Linked DNA regions of Sus scrofa: region 2 is linked to region 1. A link is a contact called in public promoter capture Hi-C data. All regions are on one chromosome and are shown on one strand. The core of a region is the stretch at or near the end of the contact, and the rest is flanking DNA. Distances in the headings are between cores, read along the strand shown.

Region 1 (4,604 bases), core at 2,007-4,506:
TAGACTCTATACATTTGGGCAGCTTAAAGAGAAAAACAAACAAAAAACTCAACTATTTATGGGAATGGAGATTCTGAAGAACGGCATCAACAGATTCCAGCAGTTACAGGGAAAGGGAGTGATGGGCAGGAAGTGGGGGGCAGACAGGAGGAGGGCGCTGGGATGGGGGGTAGGAGAGGCCGGTATTTAGAGTAGATTAGCCTGGCTGTGGGCCCCCAGGAGAAGAGGGTGGGAATGTCCGAGGACCCCTTGGACTCCCCAAGGCGTGGGAGGGGCGCCTCGTCGGGAGGGAAGAAGTGTGTCTGCACAAGGAGTTTGGCTGAGGTGGACCAGGGAGAGGCTGAATGGGCGGCAGACTTCCAGAAGTGCAGACGGAGGAGACGGAGCGGTAATAATGACTTGGACACATGGGAGGAAAAAATAGCTCAGGGACAAAGAGGATGCCAAGGTTTCTGGCTTTGGAAGGTTCGTGGGGATCTGAGGTGAGCCCTGATGGGTGAAGAGGAGAGAGGAATCAGGCAGGTAATGGGGAGAGAAAGGGAGCCCAGAACTTAAGGATTGACTGGCTAACAGGGCACAGCAAGGGAGGTGTGGTGCTGAGGCTGTCCCATAGCAGTGACGGAGCGGTGTCTCAGAGAGAGAACTGGGCATTCTGGGAACTGGGATGGCATTCGTCCCCAAATGCAAGGTGTAGGATTCAAGAAGATCCTTAGGGCCAGCCCTAAAGGCAGCAAAGCACATGAACTTGGACCAGTAACTACCACCAGGAACTCAGTTTTTCTCTCTGAAAATGGGTCTGAGGATACCAGCCTTCCCTACCCAATGGGATAAAGCTGTCATTCATTCAGTCAGCCATCCATTGAACATGTGTTTCTTGGCTCTCTATTAAATGCACACACTGTTCTAAGTTCCGGGGAAACAGCGGCAAGCCAGGCAGGTGGGCTATCTATTCCTTTGAGTTATCATTGCGGTTTGGGAAGTCAGGCAATAATTTTAGAGGTGGTCAAACAGGATTTTTCCTATGGTCTTTGAACGTCTGCTAAAGCTGCAAAGGCTAGAACAAGAACTAAATGTTTTCACATTCCAAAGAGAAGTACTAGGCATCTTATTAAAGGCAGAGCCAGTTCAACAACTACCCAGCCACATCTCTGGATTCCAGGCTACAAATGGATGGGATTGAAGGAAGTCATTGAGTTATAGGACCATTGCATTAGTAAGCAGGGCTGAGGTTTCCCCAGAGGGTGCTCCCCAATGCAAACCAAGTGAACAGGGCCCTAAGAAGACCAGGTATAGATATTGGCAGCTTCCAAAGAAGATGAGAATAGCATGACTCCCCATAATTCTGCCTCCACTGAGTCTAGTTGAGGTGCTGGAAGCTGCAAGCACCTCTGATGCACCAAAACACAGCAAGAAAGATCTTGGGAGAACCCAACCTATGTCTTTAGGAATTGGAGATGTACATAAATGAAGGCACTTTTGTGTACTTCCTATCTGGAGAATCCTGACTTTGGAGCCTGGCTGGAGTGGCTCTTACACCAGCGTGAGATGCAGCCAACTCACCACTGGTTTGTTGGCTTGGATGGAAAGTCCCATGGGGTGGTAGGGGACACAGGGAAGTTGTCCAGAGAGTGCTTTGCTGAAGTGATGCAGGGTGGGGATCCTGCAGAGAGCATCCCAAGAACCCAAAAGTATACCCATGAAAGAGCCACCACTTGGCACCTGCCAGCCAAGGGCACCTGTCACATACAACTTTGCCACTTGCCCCCTAATATCTGCCCCCAACCCTGACACAGAGAAGTCTTGGCAGAAAAGGAAAGTCAGAAAATCAGACCACACCCTACGTTCCCCACGACAAGGTCTGGAGCCAGGGGACAGGCCCGGTGGAGGGAGAGGAGGGGTATTCAGCTGGATACAAGATTTGATTCAATTGGATGAGGTTTTGATTTGGACAGGACCAGACTTTTTAGAGCCTGGAAATTGGTCTTAATTATAGACATGAAACTGTTCTTGTGACTGGAGGGGATGGGCAAGCCAAGGACTCTGCTTGAGATGTCATTAAGGGTGGAGAAGAGAAATTCACCATAATGTGGCTGAAGGCAGTGAGGGGAGAACCACAGAGCTGCTTCCTGATTGCCCCTCTTCAGGTTCAGCCCATTCAACAAGTCAGTTACACGGGTAAACAAATAGGAGAATTTCAACTAGTCTAGAGCAGTGAAGCTGAACCAGGGTGATGGACTAGAAAGTGATGACTTGGGAGTGGGAAGGCTGCTCTGCGTTGGAGGGGTCAGGGGTGGCCACTCCAGGCGGTGAAGTTGGAGCTGAGAGGTGAAATGATGATGAGGAGCTGGTCCTGTAAAACATCTTGGCGATGAGTGTTCCCAGGGAGAAGGAGCGGGCATCAACGTGGCTTGTTCCAGGAGCAGAGAGGACGCCAGGGCAGCTGCATTGCGGTGGGTGCCCCACAAGAGGAGAGATAGATCTGAGAGGTGGGCAGTCCTACAGGGCTTTGGAGGCCAAGGTCAGGAGTTGAGGTTGTATTTCAGCATGAAGCATTAATTGAGTCGGCCCTTTGTATGGAAAGTTATAAACTGGTGCCTTCCTGCCTGCTCCATCCCCCTGCCTCTCTAGGAAGCCCATAGGCTGCAGGGGGCTGGGACAGCCATGGTTGCCAGGCCTTTAGACTTTAGGGCAGGGGACCATGTGTGTACATAGTGAGCTCACTCTTGAGTGGTACTAAGATGGGTGGCCATTGGCATTCTAGCAGCCCTGCCCTCTCCCTGCCAGCACAAGGAGTTGAGCACACACCCTGGATCCATCAGAGGCTCATCCAATCCGTAGGGAGTGAGGGGTTGAATGGGAGTCTAGGGAATGGACCTCTGAGCCCCAGGCAGGAGGCACCTGCATTTCATTCGCCTCTTGGACACACGCTGTCTCCTTGAGTGACCTTATTCCAGGTCTTCCATGTTTTTTTCCTCCGTGAAAAAGAGGACACCTCTTGCAGGTTCTGTCAACGCCTCAGGCCTGGGCTCGACCCTGACGCAAACAGGAAAGGGATTAAGATCAAGGAAGGAAGGCGGCTGGCAGCGGCAGGTCTCTACAAGACGCAGGACGGCTAAGACGCCGCCAAGTCCACCAGAGGGCGCGCTCCCTCCAGGCGACCTTCCAGCGCGCCCGCGTCCCACCACTGCGGAGGGAGGCGAGCGGCCTCGCGCTGCCCCAGCCCTAGAGGCACCCCTGGCCGACGCCCCCAGTGGCCCGGGAGGAAAACGAAGGACCCGGGGCCCATCCTTCGGAGCCTGTCTATCATGCCGTCTTGGCACCTCTCCTGATATCCTTCAGACGTTCGAGGCTGTAGCCTTGGGTCATCCAACCCGGCGTTTGTCCCTGAGGTCAGGGGCTGGAGATGAATTCTGGACAGGTCAGCAGTTTAGCCTGCCCAGGACAGGAGAAAGGTGGCTCGGGGCTGCCCCTGTCCCAGCAGGCGTCATTTCCCCTACCAGACCTTGGTCCGCCCTGCGCCGCCCCCAGTTCCTCACGGGTTAACCCCCCTCGCCGCCCGCTCGCTTCCCGGTGCCAAAGTGGGTGTTGCTGGAATTCCTCTCTCCCTCTCCCGTAATGAGGGGGCTGAGCTGTCCCTCCGAGGAGGGGGCATGGTGTGGATAAAAGAGACGAAAAGTCAGGGGGAGGTTTCCAAAAATAAAACGCTCCGATTCCCCTTCAGAAGGCTACAGTGACTGGGAGAAGGCGCGAAGGTGCAACAGCAGTGCGCGCGCAGCTGGAGACAGAGCGCGATCGCTGGGCTCAGGGCGCGCAGCCCCGGGCCGCTCCCGCCGCCAGGCCCTCGCTCCAGAGAGAGCCCGGCCCGTAGTCTGACTCGGGGGCCCTAGACGGGGAAAGGCGGGCCACCCGGTGGGGTCCGGAGCGCAGCCCGCTGGCGGCCTGGCGCACCGACAGCTAGCCCCTGGGCTGTTCCCCGTGCGCACCGCTCTGCAGCCGCCCAGGCGCCATGAGGCCCTCGACCACCCGCCGCTGCCCCGGGCGCGCCCTGAGGAACCCCTGGAGGAGCTTCCTGCCGCTCACCCTGGCTCTCTTCGTGGGCTTGGGTCATGCTCAGAGGGACCCGGTGGGAAGATACGAGCCGGCTGGCAGGGACGCGAATCGGCTGCGGCGCCCCGGGGGCAGCCACCCCGCAGCGGCTGCAGCCAAGGTGTACGGTCTGTTCCGGGATCAGGACGCGTCGGTCCCGGGTTTGCCGCCCGAGGAGCGGGCCCAGCCTGGCTGGGGCAGCGCCAGGAGGCCCGCCGAGACCGAGGCCAGGAGGCCGCCCCGCGCGCAGCAGCCGCGTCGAGTCCAGCCACCTGCGCAGACCTGGAGAAGCCGTTCCTTGAGCCAGCAGCAGCCGGCATCCCGGGACCGGGCTGCCGCAGCTCTCCCGCGCCTCGGGACGGTTCAGCGGCCGCGAGCTGCGCGAGGGCGGCTTACGGGGTGAGCATTGGAGAGGGAAGCATGGGGGCTAAAGGGAGCGAGGGCCAGTCTCCCGTGCGCTCTTTCGTGGAGGGATGTGCAGGCGAGAGGAGAGGGCGCCCGGCTCCGCCCTTCGTCCC
Region 2 (4,471 bases), core at 1,804-4,303, 240 kb before region 1:
GTATGTGGGACTGTGGGTGGGAAGGTGTTTGAGGAAGAAAGGGGAGAATTCTATCATCTTATTTACCTTAAAATTCATAAACTCTCATTATCCCTACATGTTTTCATAATAAAGTGCCTCTACTCTGCAAGTCTTCAAATACAACTGAAGCTTAAGAAAAACACATGATGGCTTATCTTGTGAAGACACAGCCTAATCAGAGGAGCAGTGGAAATGTTTGATCTGAGTTTGTTTCCCTGGTTATTTAAAATACACTGAGCTGGAAGTCTTGTTGCCTGTACCTCAGCAGCAAAGACTGGGCTACTTTAGGCCCAAGGACTCCAGCTGGTTCTAGGACTGAGCAAATCATTATCCCTTCTTTCAGTGTTTTGTCTTCCCCCCTCCCTGAGACCTTCCACTCTGGTCACACTCAACAAGGTGGGAGCTCCTCTCTGCCCCACCAACTGTCCTTAGCACAGATGACTGCATTTCCTCAATAACTAATCACTCTATCTGCTTCACCTGAATATATTCTCTCCTGGGTCTTACTTTTTCAGATCTATTAATAACTCTTTCTGAACCATGGGCACAGGAGCCACTGAACGGGAGACAATTCTCTCTTGTGCCCACCTCCATGTCCAGTAGCCAATGACTATGCAGTAAAAACCCCAAGCATAGCATGTATTTGAGCTAGAACAGCCAGCCCATACCAACTTCTGGAATCCTAAGTCCAACTCAGAATTCATCTTATAGCAAGTTTCATTTGTACAGTGCTTTGGAGTTGATAAAAATCCTTCACATAATGACCTCATTTTGATTTTCGCCTCACAGCTCCCTGAAGCGGAACAACCATCTGCCATGATCCCCATTTCATACATAAGAAAGGCTTCTGGAGGTTAAGTGACGAGCCCAAGGAGAAGTGCTGAACCACAATGTAAACCCCAAATACAAAGCTCTTCCCATTGTCCTGCTAGTCTCTAAAATGGAGAAAACCTTTACTGACATTTTTCAGGATTCCAAACTAAAAAGTTTATTACTGAGAGTCCTGAGCTAACATTGTGCCAGGTGCCTATGACCTCATGGCTCTTAGAATAAAGTCCAAAAACTTTACACATTCCTGCCCAGCCCTCCCAGACAGGCTTCCTTTCCATTTCTATGACGAGTCAAGTCTTCCTGCCTGAAAACCTTTGCACAAGCAATCCCCTTTGCCTAGAATATCGTTCTCTCAGCCAACTCCTATGGATTCTTTAAGACTTGGCTTAAATGTCACTCCTGTGGGGGAAGCCTTTGCTGATATTACCGCTGCACTCTCCACCTCCCAAGCTGGCTACTTCATCCCACCCTCTCATTACACTCCACTTCTCTTTCATAGTAGTTACAATGTAATTATGTCCTTCCATATGCATAAACATGTATTTGTTGTCTCTCCTGGTAGCCCATAAGATCCTGGAGGGTAGAGACCATCTATATCCCTGTCACCTAGGACAGTGCCTGGCATGCAGTGACATTTTAATAAATAATTTATGTAGTGCATGAGTAAATGATAACCTGGTGGGTTAGGGGTTCAAGCAGAAGAGTAGGTAGGCCTGGCTTGACCAGTAGTTGTCCAAGTGACCTTGGTCAAAGCACTTAACCTCTCTTAGCCTTGAATGATACATGCGTAAATAAAGAAAATTTCTCTTTTACTGTTTTTTAATGATTAACTGAAAAAAAGTACAGAAAGCACTCAGAACAATGCTTGGCACACAGAATGCCCATAATACGATCAACTCATTCAACAAATATTTGTATCATGTGTATAAAAAACTATTGGGATAAAACCAAAATTCTTTCTCCTAGTCTCGATACCTCGTGGCACTCTACCTCATGGCACTCTCTCCCTTAACCAAAATGCTCTGGTCAAATCACCTTTTTTTTTTTTCCAGTAACGAAATACTGCCAAGGTCTTTACTTCCTCAGGGACTCTGCACTTGCTATTCCTTTTCCCTCTCCTGCTCTTCATCACCCTGGCCTCTGTCACATCCTGTGGGTCACAGCTTTAGTGTCCTGCTTCATTTGTTTCCTTCTCAGCATTTAACCAAGATTCACGATAGTCCATTTGTTTAACAATTTACACCGTGTCCTTCCCACTAGACTGTATGGTCTACGGTCTAGTACAAGGAGAACCACTCACTGATGAATCCCTAGTGAGTGCCTAGCACAGTGCCTGACACATTGCGGATACTGAGTAACTATGTGCTAAATGAATAAATGATGTTTGTTATTAAATAGCATCTTGTTTCATTCCTATCTATCTGAACACCATGCGGAGAAACACAGGCACCCCATTTCCTCACATACGGCTCTGCCCAGGAGGAGAGCATTTTTAGGTGACAGCAAGGGCAGAACTTACCAGGCAGGGAACGTCTCCCTAGAGGGCAGTTCCCCTGTGGAGAAAGAAGACATTATCGACGTCACCCAGAGGAAAGAAACAGCTTTCTCTCTTAAATACAGACTCAAAGCTGTCCCGGTGCTGGTGACAGGTGAAATCTCATGACGCCGAAAGCTAATGGCAACAGCCTAGGCGTGCTCTCACTCCGTCAGCACGCTGGGCCTGCCAAACTATCTCAACTTTCCAACGGGGCTGATACCCACTGATTTTAACAGAGAGGAAACGGGCCCTTGGATCCCGTCGGAGCATTCCGTGGCGCCTCCTCCCCAACTCTGAGTCTCGTGTCGGAGCGGGCGCGGCTCCTCCGCCCCGCGCGGAGGGTGGGGTACAGCAGGGGACCAGGCGCTGCCTGCCTCGGGCAGGCGAGGGGCTACTGGGCTCCGCAAAAGAACCCGAGAGCAACAGCGGCTCTCGGCCACCCAGCCCGCGGCCTCCGCGTCCCGATGCCCTTGGTGCCCGGCCTCGCCGGCGCGCCACGCCCCTGACCCCGAGCCGTCCGTCCGCCTGCCGGAGAGTTTTTCACCCTCCGGGGCCCCAGCCCGGCCGGACCGTACCTTCTGAAAGGCGGAAAGCGAACGGCTGAACGCCCGGGACACGCAGCGGGACCGGGACAGCATCGCGGCGGCGGCGGCGGCGGAGCCGAGGGCGGGCGGACACCGGATATAGAGCCCGGCAACAACCGGAAGCAGGGCGGACCACGGCACCCGCAGCGCAGAGAGGGGTGTTCGGAACGAACCACTGACGAACGGGGGGGAAAATCGACGGGCAGAACACAGCTGCCCTAACCTCAGCCCAGGTGTGCCCGCAGGGTGAACCCGCTGCGGCTAGGCTCCCCCGGAACAAGTTGCGCTGCCTTCCGGCCGGGACAAATCCTCTGCAGGGTACCTATGACTGTCCCGTGATCAGGTCGCCCCGGGGTCCTTCCCTCCCCGATCTTTCCGCAGAGCTGTCTCTGAGCGTGGCGCCCATCTCTCCTGGGTCCCCGGACACCCTGCTCTTCTTCCGCAGCGCTGCTGGAAAAGAGTGGAAGGCGTCAAGGGCTTCTAACTCGGACTTTGACAAACAAGCCTGCCTGATCTTACACTTGTGTGTCCTTAGACAAGAGACATTGCCTCCCTATGCCTCAAATTCCTCAACTATTAAAAAAATAATAGTAGTAAAAAGCAGTGATCACTTCCCTTTCTAACCTCGGAACAAAGAAACAACCCCAAGGAACCCTTTAACCCATTACCCTTTAACCCAGCTGAAGACCTTCACCAAGTAGCCCTACTTCTGCATCCACATCTCCTGATCTTCCCTAGCCCCTATTCAAACTCTCTACAGCCAAGCCAACTGTACCCCATACATCCTGTGCATTTTGAAAGCCATTCATTTGTCTCTCGACCTCTAGAAAATAAATTCCATTAGATTAGAGAATGTGTCTGTCTTTTTCACTGCTGTATTCCTAGTAATTTTTAAAAATTACATTTTTGTTGAAACATAATTGACATGTAGCATTGTATAAGATATACAGCGTAATGATTTGCTGTATGTGTGTGAAGCGATTATCGCAAAAAGTTTAGTGAACATCCATCCTTTCATGTAAGTACAAAATTAAAGAAATTTAAAACAAAAAAAATTTGTATGTGATGAGAACTCTTAGGATTTACCCTCTTAAAAACTTTCATATATAGCATACAGCAGGGTGAGTTTATCATGCAATACATTACATCCCTAGTACTTATTTATCTTATAAGTTTATATCTTCATCCAATTCTCCCTCCTCCCCCATCACTGGTAACCACAAATCAGATTTCTTTCTCTATGAGTTTGTTTTTGAACTATAATGTATCCCCAACACTTGGAACAGAGATTGACATCGTTTAGGTGTGCAATCAATATCTGTGGGCTGAATTGGGGCCTCCCAGCGTTGAACAACCAAGAAAACACATAGCACCCCCCTCTACTCTTTTTTTTTTTTTTTTTTTTTTTGTCTTTTTAGGGCTGCACCTGCAGCACATGAAGGTTCTGGCATATGGAGGTTCCCAGACTAGGGGTTGAATCAGAGCTGTAGCTGCCAGC

What was found. Promoter capture Hi-C pulls out the DNA fragments that hold promoters and counts their contacts.
Region 2: a contact with region 1 is called in a promoter capture Hi-C map of fetal liver, with 2.5 times the contacts expected there. The contact joins the promoter of DLST here to the promoter of LTBP2 in region 1. A contact is called at or near these places in 2 of 5 promoter capture datasets (fetal liver and liver) and 1 of 47 Hi-C or Micro-C datasets (embryonic fibroblasts).

What each region holds. Positions count from the first base shown.
Region 1 is chr7:97,851,500-97,856,103 of Sscrofa11.1, reverse strand. LTBP2 (latent-transforming growth factor beta-binding protein 2) reads left to right here and starts at 3,256. Exons shown (of 34, transcript XM_021099520.1): 1 at 3,256-4,485. The coding sequence starts at 4,007.
Region 2 is chr7:98,089,743-98,094,213 of Sscrofa11.1, reverse strand. DLST (dihydrolipoamide S-succinyltransferase) reads right to left here and starts at 3,053. Exons shown (of 15, transcript NM_214397.1): 1 at 2,965-3,053; 2 at 2,372-2,405. The coding sequence starts at 3,027.